Linked DNA regions of Mus musculus: region 2 is linked to region 1. A link is a contact called in public promoter capture Hi-C data. All regions are on one chromosome and are shown on one strand. Each heading gives the region's core, a stretch centred on a gene start, on an enhancer-like site or on the middle of the called end of the contact. The rest is flanking DNA. Distances are from core to core; before and after follow the strand shown. Region 1 overlaps Fryl (FRY like transcription coactivator). Region 2 overlaps 1700025M24Rik (RIKEN cDNA 1700025M24 gene).

Evidence for each region. Capture Hi-C pulls out chosen DNA fragments and counts their contacts.
Region 2: a promoter capture Hi-C map of pancreatic islet shows a contact between it and region 1. The contact joins two enhancer-like sites. A contact is called at or near these places in 4 of 115 datasets of contacts at active chromatin or transcription factors (the SCID.adh cell line, embryonic stem cells and neural tube) and 3 of 9 other capture datasets (adipose tissue, liver and pancreatic islet).

Annotation. Positions count from the first base shown.
Region 1 is chr5:73,064,205-73,071,067 of GRCm38.p6, forward strand. Fryl (FRY like transcription coactivator) reads right to left here. Exons shown (of 63, transcript NM_028194.2): 43 at 5,679-5,800; 44 at 4,520-4,710; 45 at 3,070-3,164; 46 at 735-1,342; 47 at 302-399. Among named protein-coding and RNA genes, the nearest start is that of Slc10a4, 61 kb to the left of the region's middle. Within about 2 kb of position 3,022, at least 7 of the 459 cell types and tissues checked have an H3K27ac peak or open chromatin away from gene starts, as enhancers often do. A contact at or near this core is called in pancreatic islet, where this site is marked.
Region 2 is chr5:73,261,340-73,268,873 of GRCm38.p6, forward strand. 1700025M24Rik (RIKEN cDNA 1700025M24 gene) reads right to left here. Exons shown (of 3, transcript NR_040689.1): 3 at 7,241-7,534. Among named protein-coding and RNA genes, the nearest start is that of Fryl, 8.5 kb to the left of the region's middle. Within about 2 kb of position 4,317, at least 86 of the 459 cell types and tissues checked have an H3K27ac peak or open chromatin away from gene starts, as enhancers often do. A contact at or near this core is called in pancreatic islet, where this site is marked.

The DNA of each region.
Region 1 (6,863 bases), core at 1,772-4,271:
ATGCCTGTGTCCCCGCTCCATGGCCCGTGAGGATGGCAGCCCAGGGCCTGGTCTGGCTTTGCCAGTAAATAAATGAATGAAAGACAGACAGACAGAGTCGTAGAGAAGAAAAGTAGGAAAAGGAGCAGAAAAAGACTCAAGACTCAGGAGGGTCACTGTAATTTGATATTTTTATTCACTGGCTTTGCTGTAGCTCCTTGTGATGGACAGAATAAACATTAGAGGCAAAGTTCCGGAAGAGAGGACCTGCCGGGCAGGACAGCGCCTGCCCGCAGGGACCGGGCCTTTCGCATTTGCTTACCTTTGCTATCCGGCTAGCTGTCTCTTTGCAAAACTGAGTTGGGCTGTCAAAATGCTGGATTAGGTGAGGCAGTAAGCAGAGGATGTTAAGAGGAAAGCCTACGGTGGGGGGGAAAAAGCAAACAAGAACCAACTTTATTGCACAATATTTAGAAAGCTAAAAGGCAGGTTTAAATGGTCTACAGAAATTCAGTTTTATGTGGTATCTGATCCTATAAATTTTTACCAGATAATTCATCTAACATGAAAAGTTGTTGTTGTTGTTGTTGATATTTATTATGATGATGATGATGCAGAAATTAGCAATTTCTAGGCCGAGGATGGAGCTCAATGGCTGTATGTCTGCTTAGCATTGGCAGGAAACTAGGTTCAATCTCCAACCCCCCAGGGCACACCCTGAAAAGGTAAGGATAGTAACAGACTCTCAACATCACCTGACACCTGGGACGGATCCACCAGTGTGTGTTTGGAGACGGAAATGAGCTGACTGAGGAGGTGCACGGTCATCTCTTGGGTAGACACTGAGGTAAAGCCCTTAAGGAAGAGCTGCTGAAGGCCGGGGAAGTTACTCCATTTCAACTTGCTCTGTACGTTCTCGATCTTCTCCCGGCTCTCTGACTTATCCAGAGGCAAGTGGGTGAGCAGTTTGCTCAGAAGCCTGAGAGCCAGGAGGTATTCATATTCATAGTCGGATTCTAACAGAGATGTTGCTATCCAAAAGATGGTGGCCATCAGGTTGCTCGGCTCCGTCGGGGGCTGCGTGTCGTACACACCTTTCTCTCTCAGCGAGGAAAGGCTTCGAGTCCTCGCCAAGCTACCACCGTGGTTTATCCGTCCATCCGTTATGTCCAGTGTGTTACTCCGCCGCCGGTCACCTCTGCGGTCACCAACTAGACTTAACCTCAAAGAGTTACTTCTTGTGTCCCCGTTGCATCCCAAATGGCCGCTGCTGTTAATGGGACTTGTGCTTAGATTGAGCTGGCCAGTGCTTTTCCTGTTAGCTGCATACTTGTTTCCCATGACAGGATCGTGGTATGAGGATCTAAAAAACCAAAGAAAGAAAAGAGATGGAGGGGGCTGGGGAGATGGCTCAGTAGTTACGAGCACTGACCACTCTTTCAGAGGTCCCCCGAGTTCAATTCCCAGTAACCACATGGTGGCTCACAGCCATCTGTAATGGGACCTGATGCCCTCTTCTGGTGTGTCTGAAGACAGCTACAGTGTACTTATATAAATAAACCTTTAAAAAAAAATACCTGTGCTATAGGATTTTAAGGCATTCTTTGTGAATAGGGAAGTTCTTTTAAAAAAAAAAGATAAGGATGGATAGATGGATAAGTAGGTAGAAAGATAGATGATAGAACAAAAGAAAGAAAGACAGGAAAAGAAGTCCATTTTGCTACATTAAATTTATTCTTAAAGTCTGAAAAGGTAACTTTTTTATCTGACTTTGTTTCCTGAGATTTCAGTTTTGCCTCAACATAAAAACAAAAAGTGCAACAAGATTTCTTCTGCCAGGGCTGTGTCTTGTGAGCTCAGAAGAGGTTTTTACTACTGGAGTAGTAGCTCAGCCCCGGGTAGAGTATACAAGTTACCTGTAAAGCAGACCCTGTCTGTAGCATGGCTGTCGGACTAGACAATGCTTACATCTCTCCTGCTCCCAATCCCACATTCTCTCCATGCGACCCAAGCATGCAGACTTGTTACCTCTTCTGCATGTCCAACTGATTAAAATTAATTACTTTTATATATGTCCCAAAAGTGTGCAAAAAGATAGGGCAGTAGATAAAACCTATGAAGGAAAGTAAGTACCCTTTTAATAGTTATCAGTAAAATATAAAGGAAAATTAGGAATCCCAAAGATAAATTAATTAGCAAGAGAAGTCGGAAATGCTTAGGGAGGAGGTGACTTTTGACAGGGACTTCAGGGACTAGCTGCTTGAGAGCCACAAGGCAGAGCAAGTGAGAAGTGAGTGGCTCTGGGGAAAGTGGCACTGTGGTAAAGGCAGGTGTCCTGAGGGACCACCCGGGGAGTAACTGCACCCTGCTGTGAGTGACAGCAATGGGGCTTGCTGGTGGATCCTCCTTAGACTGTAAAAAGGTCCTCAATTAGGAACTGGAAGAGAGAGCACTGCCAAGATCAGCTCTAGAACGTTCTGCAAAGTCCTCCCCGAGGGTGGTTCTCACTTGTAAGCATTTTCCATGTTTAACATACACACACACACACACACACACACACACACACACACACACACACACACACATATAATGCACATGTTTCTGTGGATGTCTTCGAATGGCAGAAGAGGGTGTCAGACCTTTTGGGGCTGGAGTTGTGGGGAGGCTGTGGTATGGGAGACTGAATTCAGTTCCCACCTGAGTTGATGGTGAGCCATCTCTTAAGCCCATCTGACTTCTCCCTCCCCCGTCTTTTCTTTTAGATGGGGCCTTTTGTATTCCAGGCTGGTCTTGAGCACTCTATGCAGCCGAGGCTGACCTTCCTTTTCTGACCCACCTCTTCCCAACTTCCAAGTGATGGAATCACAGCCAGGAGCCACTGCACCACGTTTATTCGGTGGTAGGGATCAAACCCAGGGCTTCCCGGGTCCTGCAGGCAGGCCTCCATCTTGCACTATCTGAACTCTTGGGATGTTTACCCACACTACTGATGTTAGACACGCCCACTGCCACCACAGTCACGTTTAGATGCTGGGGGTGGGGCTGGGAGGTGAGCCCAGCATTCAGGGTTGCCTGGTTGTAAGTTCTTACTGAGAGAGGGCAGACAGCAGGTCATAGTGCTTCATGGTTTCAGCCAAGGTATCAATTGCAGATTCCAAGGTGAGAAGCAGTTCAATCACAAATCCCTAGGGGCAAAGGACAGCCTGTCATTAATTACGTTCTGGGTTTTTTGTTGTTGTTGTAGTTGTCATTTTTTTTTTAAATGGCAATGGACTTCCAGGGGAGATTTAAAAATAGACTCAACCTCACATTTGTGTTACACAATAATTAACCTTCTAAGCAACATGACTTTGCTGATTGGTGAGCGCTCCTCAGGCTAATGGCGTGGGCTGATTTTAATGGCATCGTAATTGCCACAAATTGCTCAGGCCACAAGTCTTTGGCACTATCGTTGTTACTATCTCTATATGCATACTGAATCCTGTCATCAAGTCTTGAAATTATCCTTTTAAAATATACCCTAACCCTAACTTCTCTCCCCACACCTCCTGTAGTCAGTCTCTTTGAGTGGAACGTACAACTTCAGCCTGGACTCTTTCAACAGCCTCCTGTTAGACCTCTCCAACTCTACCTGGCCCCTCAACTCCTGCAAAGGAGGCCACCTAGACAGCTCCGAGAGGCCACCCCTCCTCCAAAATAATAAAGCCAATCATATCACATATACTTTCTTTTCTCTTCTCAAAACCTTGGAGAGGCTTCCACTAAGTGAGATGTCGAGTCTATACGGGCTTCTGCCTTCTGAACTGGTTATGTCTGGCCCCTGCCTCTCAGTGTTTGCTAGTTTTTCAAAGACTTATTGTTCGTGCCACAGGGCCTTTGTGCTTCTGACTCCTGGTTTTCTCTCTGAGATGTTCTCAACCTAGATATTCACAGGACCTGGCTCCCTTCAGCCTCTCCTTAGAGATCATCACTTAGGTAATTGTGTGTGGGTTGGATCTCCCTTCTCCATGGCTCTTAAAATCAATACCTTGGTACTTCATGGCATTTACTATTAAGTAAGACTGTGTGGGCTGTTGCTGGTAGATTAAACCCTTCTTTCTACAATTTCCAGAAAGCCAAGACCTTGTCTGGTTTGTCACTGAAGATCCAATGTCAAAAATCAAACAACCCACTGGGCCAGCTGAACAAACAAAAGAGTTCTCCAGTGTCATACCTTACTTATCTTTAAAAATGAAACTCTGTCTCTCTTCCCATTGAAATGTAACATTCTAACACTCCTACCTCTGTGACAATGGAGTGAGATCTAGGTAGGGTGCAGATGTATGTGTTGAAAAAGCTTTTTCTAATAGGCGTAAATTAGGATCTAAATAGGTTCTTAAAGAGTCCGCAGGAGGCTTCACTCTGCTTCCTACTGCTAGGCCTGCTGCTGACTGACATCAGTAATTAACTAGCTGTTGTGTGGATCTGGCTGCAGAGGGTGAATCCTTCACTCCTAGGAGCAGCTGATAACTGCCCAAAAGGAGGGAGTAAAGCACCTTACCTGTGCATCCTCTCCGGGGTCCCCTACAGTCTCCACCAGCCGGGAGAGGACATCGGAGAGTGTGTCTGCAGACAGGGGCTGCTTCAGTGCCCTGAAAATCTGGAAGGATCGCCCAGCATAGTGTCGGGAAGAACACGAAAGGGCCGTCTGCAGGGCCACCTCGCTGAGATGACGCTCCAAGTGTATTCCTTCTGAGAAGACACGGGAGACCATGGGTGCCTGTGTACAACTCGGAGACTTGTAGCCAGACGCTAATCATGTTACCACCAGTGCCCTGCAGAGCACAGTTTAATTATGTACAGTGATTGCACTGTGTTTGCACTGGGGAGAGATCTTTGTTCTGATCTCCAGGGAAGGGATCCTGGGGACCAGGATGTCTTAGGTCTCACCCTCGGACATGCTGACAGTTGGGAACAGGTAGTTTACTGTAAAGAGGGATGTCCTTCCTAGGTAGTGAATAGTATTTAGTAACACCCTAGTTACTTTGCCAACTATACAATGAGGACAAAAATGACTCTAGGCACTGCCAAAGGTAAGGAGGAGCAGAACCTATTCCTAGCAGGCAAGTGCCATGTCTGCATAGAATGCTGCTTTTCCCAAGACTGTCAGAATGTGGTAAATTTTAAATTGCAGAAAACTTGACTTACATACAAAGGATTTTAAAATGTATAATTGCTGTATATTTCCCTTTGAGGCAGCGATTCTCAATCTGTGAGTTATGACCACTTTGGGGGTCACATATTAGATATCTTGCATACCAGGTATTTATGAGTCACAATAGTAGCAAAGCAACAGTTATGAAGTAGCAATAGAAATAATTTTATGGTTGAGGTCACTAAACATGAGGAACTGAATTAAAGGGTTGCAGTATCAGAAAGTCTGAAAACCACTGCTTTAATGTCATTTTTCATAACTCTAAATTGTATTATACAATTTTACAGTCAGCCATGTGACTATGCCATGGGTAGAAATCTTATTTTTAACTACTAGTTTTTCTTTACCAATACATCTGTTACCATTCACATACTAAACAAGAAAATCTTTCTTAAAATGTGTACATAGGAGAATATTAGTTTCCAATCTTCTAGCTGGGCCTCACAGCCATACAGACATTGTATGGAGATCAAATGTGGCGTGGTGTATTCATCAAAGACGGTACCTGCATTTGACTGCTTGAAGACGGAAACCACGTGCTTCAGGAACGTGGCGAGCTGATCAGCACTCTTGATGCTAGGGTTCTTGGAAGAAACGTCCTCATGGTTCCAAAGGGGCCCTCGTTTTCTGAAAACAGGGGACAGCGACATTCATTTGTCTAGAGTTGGCATAAGCTCTTGCCCTTAGCTGCCCCTACTTCGCCTTGACACGTGGGAGATGGCTGAACTCATCAGATCACGGGCTACAACCTACTCCTATTATTTAAGCACATGGACAAGGATGGGCCCACAGCAAATGTTGGGAGACAGGACTGGAGCTCAGAGATGGCCAAAGAAGGTGACAGACTAGCCCGATGAGAGGACTGCTTATAGAAAAGGGAAATTTAAAATTTAGGATTCCTGTGTAGTTTCCTTCAGTGTCATTTTTCCTAGTCCCTAATTACATTTCATAATTTCGTGACTTGATCTCCCACAAAAACTAACCTCCCAATTTCTGGGTAGATATCAGAGGGACATACGCACAGGCAAAACCCATATAAAATGGTTATTTATTGTTTTATGTGTGTTGCACAGGCATGTGTATATATGCAAGACATGCCATCCCTGTGGCCCTTTGAGGTTGGAAGAGGAAGTCAGATCCCCAGGGACTGGAGTTAGCAGAGGGCTGTGAGCAAACCCTGTATCCTCGGCCACTGCGGAGCCAACTCTCCAGCCAACACTTTTATTTTTTTTTAAATATAATTTATAACCATGGGCCTGGTTTTCAAGGCTCTGCAGTGTGAATTTTTGCAGGTTCTCTAGCACTGTGTAGAAATCACTTTTCTGGGCATTACCCATCAGGACTTTGAGAAAACGGTGAGTTTGGCAGTGGTAAAGAAGTTTTGGCTCTCACCATAGGGCATCTATTTATCTATTATGGAATGCAGCAGGCCCTAAAAAAGTATTTGCTGGTTGACTGACTAGACTATTATGACTCCATATAACAGTGTTATCTCTGGCATCTAGTCATATACATACCATATGTATTTTTTTTCAAAAGTCATATATATATATATATACAATATGTATAAGTACAATAAAAACTTGTGTGTTTCAAAGTACAGGGTTTCAGAAAAATCTAAACCTGGCTTGTGCCATTTGACAGAAGCGAAGCTAGCTCGGCCCCAGGGATGCTGGGGATGCCATGGGAT
Region 2 (7,534 bases), core at 3,067-5,566, 200 kb after region 1:
ATGTGTGGTATATATGTGTGCACAAGTTCATATGCACGCATCTATGTGCAGATCCAGATGCATGTGAGTCCGTGTGAAGGCAGGAAGTGGGGGCTCAATGGAGTTCTTCCTCTATCTCACTGGGCCCAGAACTTTGTGACTTAACTAGATGGGATTTGGATGGGCAGTGAGGCCCAGGGACCCTCCTGTCTCCACCACCTAGATGCTAGGTTTTCAGCTAGGCACCTGGAGGCACCTGGATTTTTACATTAATGTTAAAGATCCTAAGCCAGGTCCTCGGGCTAGCACAAAAATCTTAACACGAAACAAAACGAACAAATAAAGGGTCTCACTGTGTAGCCCTGGCAGACCTGGAACTCAGTGTTAAGACCAGGCTAACCCTCCAACTCATAGATCCATAAGCTTCTGCCTGCTGAGTTCTGAGACTAAAGCTATGAGCCACCACACCCAGCACGAAAAGCACTCTGATTCCTGAGCCATTTCCATGGCCTTTTGACCTTCCTCAAAAGGTAGTTTGGATATTAATATAGTCTTAGCATTTCCCCATAATATTCTTAAGGAGAAAAATTATTTGAAAACTAAGAAAAAAATATTTCCCTATATTTATATTTAAATACTTATAAGGAGAAAACATCATAAATTTTTGCCCTACTGTAAGTATATATGACTGAATCATTTTAATCATACTGTTTGCTACCTGTCAGAATATATGAGAAAAATTAGTGCTTCTTCTGGAGCTGGTGTGTGTGTGTGTGTGTGTGTGTGTGTTTATTTAGGAGCTGGAGGAGGTCAGAAGAAACCCCTTGGATGTATAGAATTGGAATTACAGATGGTTGTAAGCCATCTGTGAGTGCTAGGAACAGCTCCTCTGCGAGCAGCCAGTGCTGCTCTGTGCTGAGCCATCTCCCCTGCAAGAGCCACCAGTGCTCTTCCATGCTGAGCCATCTCCCTAACCCTGGCCTCTGAGGTTTTCCTGAGTAATTCTGGAGTTCCTTCTTTATCTACTGTGCTCCCTAGAGCTCCTCTCCTTCTCTTGGGAAGCCTTGCTGCTCTTAAAAAACACTTTTGAATCCTTAGAGGATTCTGCTGTTCTTTGTGAAGGAGGAAAACAATACACATTTCAATTTTCTTTTTAAGATATTTCTAGAGCCAGCAAGGTGACTCAAAGGATGAGAGCAGGTGCCATGAAAGCTTGAGAGCCTTCGCTTCTACAAACCATGCGAAGAAAGCACGGATGTGGTGGCACAAATCTGTCAGACCTCTACTACGAAGGTGAGTGAAGGTGAGTGGAGAGGCAGAAAGCGGTAACTGAGAACTGGCGGAAGCTTGCAGGCCTCTCTCATATGCAGCAAGGTAGAAACAAGAGACTCTGCCTCCGCAAGGTGTAAGGAGAGAGCCCCCAAGGCTGTCACCCTCTGAGCTCCATGTGTGCACATACCTGCACCCCTCCTCCCTCCCTCTCTCTCTCTCTCTCTCTCTCTCTCTTTTTCACACACACACACACACACACACACACACACACACACACACACACACGAAGTTTAAATAAACAACATCTCAAGCACATGGCATATGCGTTTCCCTTGGACCTTTAATTCCTTAGGTGAATGGCCAATCAATGTCTGTCTATCCTATGTGACAGGGCACAGGTATGACACTGAAGCATGTTGGGGTAATAGCACAGACCAATCAGATATAAGGTCCTCGTGGCGGGATAGTTTATAACGGCTAACCACCTGGTAAAGAAAAACCTCCCAACGCCATGGTAAAGTCTGGAAACATTATATTCTAATCTGGAGTACGTGATGAATACAGATGAGACACCACCACCACTACCACCCCCAAAAACACATCTATTAACTGAGCTGCCTTTACCAACAAAATAACTTTATCTAAAGTACTTTATGGTTGGTTGTTGATATTTGGTCATTTCCCGTCTCTTTTCTCATCACAGAAGGAGTTACATTCTAAAGGCAGCTGCTGGGTGAAAATGTTACTAGAAAGAAGAAGAAATACACCACAGATTCATTAGCTCTCTAGCTGAATATCCGTGGTGGACTCGTCATGTATCTTGGGCGTATCATTTAACTTGGAGAAGCAAAAGGCATCATAGAAAGGCCACCTAGATCCAGTTCAGTCCCTTTTGCCATGAAAGGACCACTGAGTCCAGCACCCAAAGCACACGCAGTAGGTGATTTTTCATTTTTTTTTTAAATTAGCGTACCTGAAAGACTAAATGGCTTGCTTTCCCATGACTAGTTTTTGTGGTTGTTTATTTGTTTTTCTTTTTGGTGGGACTGAGAATTGGCTTTCCAGTCTCTCATAATCAAGACAAGTGCTGTCCCCCCCAACCCTACTTTTGGTGGGGACCCAGTTTTCTGACAGGTTACTCTTGGGCCTACTATCCTTTTCCCTCCAACTCCTTAGGCTGCATGTCCCACGCTTGGTTCCTCTGTCACTGTGCTGATGTTATTAGTACCCACTTAGAAATGACCTTAAAACTTGCTAGACTTCAAGATATATTATCAAGTGTCCTGCAAAGTATGACTTTGTACCTTGGAAGAGCTGGAACACTTTAAAGAAAGCAGGAAGCAATATTCAATATGTTCCCATGTATGGATAAAAGAAGAGTCAATAGAAATATGTATAGGCACTGTATTTCAAGTGCTTGCAACCAGCTCTCAACTTTTTACTTTGAATAGGATTTCATGGATTATCCAAGGAACTAGAAATTATGCTGAGGGTGGGTGGTGGCATAGATAGTTACACGACCAGACACTGATCTCCTTTGTGTGTGTATGTGGCGGCGGGGGGGGGGGGGGTGAGGGGGGGGTGGGGGGGTTGTCTGTTGATAGAGAAGAAGAAAAACAAAGGACAAAAGAAACTCTCTTTAATTAATCCTACCAACTAAGCAAACATAAATGGAACACTGTCTCTGCAACCGAAGCAAGGAGTTGACAACTGAGCAAAGCCACCTGCAAGAGACTTTTGAACACAAGCTACCCAGAGATCCCAAATACTGTTGTCTGGCACAGGGATTGACAAATCCTCCCCTGTAAGATCAGAGTGTAGCTGTACTGAGCTTCTCAGGCTGTACAGTCTCTGTTGCAGCTACACTCGGCTGCTGGAGCACAAACCTGACCAAAAACAATACAGTAGACCAGAACGGAGGGATCTGTTACGATAACATCTTATTGATACTAAAATTAAAATTTCATATGTAATTTCATTTTTATACTATGGGATATTATTATTTTGATCCCCCCCCCCGGCAATACAAAATTTCAAAAAGAATTCCTATTCTTAGCTTATTATCCCTACAAATTTAGGTAATGGAATTCAATAGTTCAAAGGTCACTGCTGGCCACGTAACAAGCTCAGAGACAGCCTGTATGTACTAAAGGAAGCCTGCCTCAAAACAGACAAAACTAACAAAACTAGCCATCTTGGTGACTGAAAAAAAGGGCCTCAGCTCCCATGCTTGCTGCACTCCAGAGGACCCAGGTTCAGTTCCCAGCACCAACACTGGGCCTCTCACAACTATGTGTAACTCCATCCCCAGAGGCTCCAACATCTTCTGGCCTCCATAGGCCACACTCATGTGTACATACCCACAAACGCACAAACACATGCATATATGCATCCTTAAAAAAAAATTCTCTGTTTAGACTTTTTTTGTTTTGGTTTATTTGTTTAGTCAGTACTAGATAAGAAAGGCCCCAGTAGATTGTTATGTGGGAGTGCTCGGTTATCGGGGAGTGACACTACTTGAGAAGGATTAGGAGGTATGGCCATGTTGGAGTTAGTGTGGCCTTGTTGGAGGAGGTGTGTCACTGGAGCCTTGAGTTTTCAGTTAAACCTGGTATCTTTCTCATCCTGCTGCCCGAGGATCTGGATATAGAACCCTCAGCTACTTCCCCAGCTCATGTCTGCCTGCATGCGGCCATATTTCCTGCTGTGATGATAATGGACCAAACCTCAAAAACTTTAGCAAGCCCTGATTAAATGCTTTCTTTTATAAGAGTTGCCTTGGTCATAGCGTCTCTTCACAGCAATAGACCAGTGACCAAGAAGACTGTAGCTCTGGGACTACTGTGCCTCACAAGATAAACATGAGCCCTGTCCTCTCGGAGCTTCTAGTATAATGGTCAGACAGGTATCTAATTACACACATAATAAATGTCCGTGAAAGAGAAGCAGAGGTCTAAACTCTGAATTGTAATCTAGGCCAGGAGGCCAGGAACAGCCTTTCTGAGGAACATGTTGTTGACAGACTGAAACCTGAGACCGTGCTGACGTAGGAAGAAGGGGGGTGGGGGGGACAGGAAGGAAATATCTTAGATGAGAAGTCTAGCACCTGTGGCACATTGGCAGTCCCAGGAGGCCTGTGTGCCTCGAAAATCCACAGTGAAGGGAAGAAGGGCAAGCAGAGAAGCTGTGGCACTGGGTAAACAGATCATATTCAGTGCCCAGCAGATCTTATTCAGAGCTGTAGAAAACCATTTAAAGCAGTAAATCCAAGGTTAGATTTGCAGTGTTGAAAGTCTAACTCTGGGAGTCAGGGGATTGGGGTCGGGGAAGTGGATAGGAGCAAAACACATTGCACAAAATTTCCAAAGAGATCACACACATACACACACACACATGCACACACACACACACACACACACGTTTGAATGGATAAAATGAGTTAGTGTGTGACAAAAGTAATGGCTACAGTGGTCCAATTATCCCACAGACATCTAGACCCTAGACTCTGCACTGTAGTTTCGAAGTCTAGGATCTAGTCGACCAAGATGTTACTATTTTACCTATAACCAGGTACTGTTCTTTTATTGCCTGTTTGTTTTGTATGTGCACGCACCATGTGGGCCACAGTCAAAGGACGTCAGTGAAGTGGCAACTTAAGGGTTCCTTGGAAAGTCAGTTGTGTCGGATGGTGCTTTGCTGGGGCAGACACGGGAAGGAGCGTTTTCCTGACGTGGACACAGGTGAAAGGCTAAAGCAGACTTGTGAAGGAATGTTTCTTTGAAGCAGACACAGGAGAGAGGGTGTTCTGCTAAAGCAAGCACATGAGAGGAGACGTGATGAAGGAATCTGTGCTAATGACATGCATGTATTGGTCTGCCTTACATGCAGCATTGAGCTACATTTGTCAGGACTCCATAGAGAGAAACGCACCAGAAAAACTTTTGGTGGTGTGCTGCAGTTTCTTGTTGCTTCTGCAGACTCGAGCAGATTGGCAGAGTGATGTCAGCTGAGACAGACCCGGGGAGGACATGTGATGTTTGGAGGGAGTGTATAGAGCTAGCTGTACAATGCTTGTTGGTCTCTGATCTTCACTTTGCTGAGAGAGGTAGAGCCAAAAACCTCTCCAGGCATCCCTCCTGGTTCCCCTCCTGCTTACTGAAGCCGACCGAGGCTGAGGCCGGGCTGTCTGTGCAGGTAGTTCCAGTGCTGCTGATTCCTGTTTGCCCCCCCCCCCCACGTAGTCTACCTAACTGGACAGCTGGTGTATCAGTGAAGTGTCTGCGAGTGGATCAAGCTACCTCTGCTAACCTGTGAGATAAACTGCCATCTTCCAGACAACACAGAGAAGAGTTGCTCCAAAGAACCACTTTTAAGCATGTCCACTTTGCCTGTGTCCTTTCTTTTCCACTACCTCTGGTTAAAGCATTTAAGAACCTTTATTTTGGGCTGGTGAGATGGCTCAGCAGGTAAGAGCACCCGACTGCTCTTCCAAAGGTCCTGAGTTCAAATCCCAGCAACCACATGGTGGCTCACAACCATCCCTAACGAGATCTGACTCCCTCTTCTGGTATGTCTGAAGACAGCTACAGTGTACTTACATATAATAAATAAATAAATCTTTAAAAAAAAAAAGAACCTTTATTTTAAAAAGAATAGAAAAAAATTAAAGTTACATGTCAATTATCTCATTTAACCATGTGCAGTCTGAGGACCGAACTCAGGCCATGGCCTTGGTGGTAGGTGCTTTTACTGTCTGAGCATCTTCGGGCCCTCCCAGTATCATGATGACTTAAGTGTACATACAAACTCCCTGACACTTCATACAACTCCACTGAGAGTCATAGGTAGGCACTGCTACCTGCCCTCTAAGGAAGTGAAATTCATATGGCCTGCAAGTCAGTTTGCAGGATTCTGGGAGAGGATAACTAGAAAAGAAAGGTAAGAGTGAGGCAGGAAGGGGAGAAGAGAACAACAGAGATGCACTCTATAGGGCCGGCAGTCTGGCTAGATCCTGGTGGGAAGGCACATTGTTTGCTGGGAATGAGGTCCGGATGCAGCCAGGGCATCTGTAGAAGCTCTTACGAGAGAACTCGTTACAACCCCAATGTACCCAATGTAATATTTAGGGCATATTTATCCTGTAAAGCGTCCCCTGTTTATCTAGAATCAGACTTCACTGGACATCTGCACTTTATCTGACAACCTCAAAGAAGCAAACACTCCTTCCCATCAATCTCCGGGTGCCAGCTGGAGACACCTGGCCTCTTGAGAATTAGAAACTCCGGGTGAATCGAGTACACAAGTCTAAAAGGCCTGCTGGGAGAAGCTAGGAACCACTGGCACAAAATGGAGGATTTCATTCCCCACCTTGGTCTCCAGACTCGCTCTCTTACCCTCAAGACTCACATCCCAGGCTTTCCCTCCTCACAGCAAACTAACAGACGTAAGGCCTAGGGTGAGTGGGTGGGTTTCTCAGAAGAGCGGGGAGCTTGTCCCATCAAATACATCCTTCCAAACAGAGATCAGTGTCTGACGCACACTCAACCTCCCTGGCTATGACTTAGGCACTGATTTAACCAACTCAAATACTCAAGGTGTGGCTCAATTGGTAGAGTGCTCACCGAGCATGGAGAAGACCCTAGGGTGGATCCGGGCACAGCACAAGACCCTAGGGTGGATCCAGGCACAGCACAAGCTCACCCCCTTATGATTCCAGCACTGGGGAGGGGCATCTTTGGCTTCCCAAGTAGGAGGCCAACCTAGGTCTATGACATCATCTCTCTTTTTTTTTTCTTATTATCTCTTAACACGAGTATTTGTATAACATCTATACTATGCCAGATATTAAAATAGTAATCTGGATAAGTACATTAGGTCATATTAGGTCTATAGAATATTATACTATTCTAGTTTACCCATTTCTTTAGTGCTGGTGATTAAACACAGGGTCCCTTGAATGCTTAGCACATTCAGTCCAGCTGAGATGCAGCCCTAATTCATTTTGCTGTTTATATAAGGGACTTGAGCACTCTAAGATTGTGGTACCCTGGGCAAGGATCCTAGGGCTACCCCTGGTGATGAGGGATGATCATATTTTGTACGCTCTCATCTGAGGAGTCCTTTGCCGAGCAATGGTTTCTTGTGGTGCTCTGCCATGTCCCCCAGGCTTGGCTCACTCTGTTGACACATTCTTTTCACTCCCCTGTCTTCTCAGCACTCTCTCTGTGGCCAAGAATTTCTCTCTTCTCAAGCAAATTCCCAAGGTCGGCAGTTTTGAGTCCCT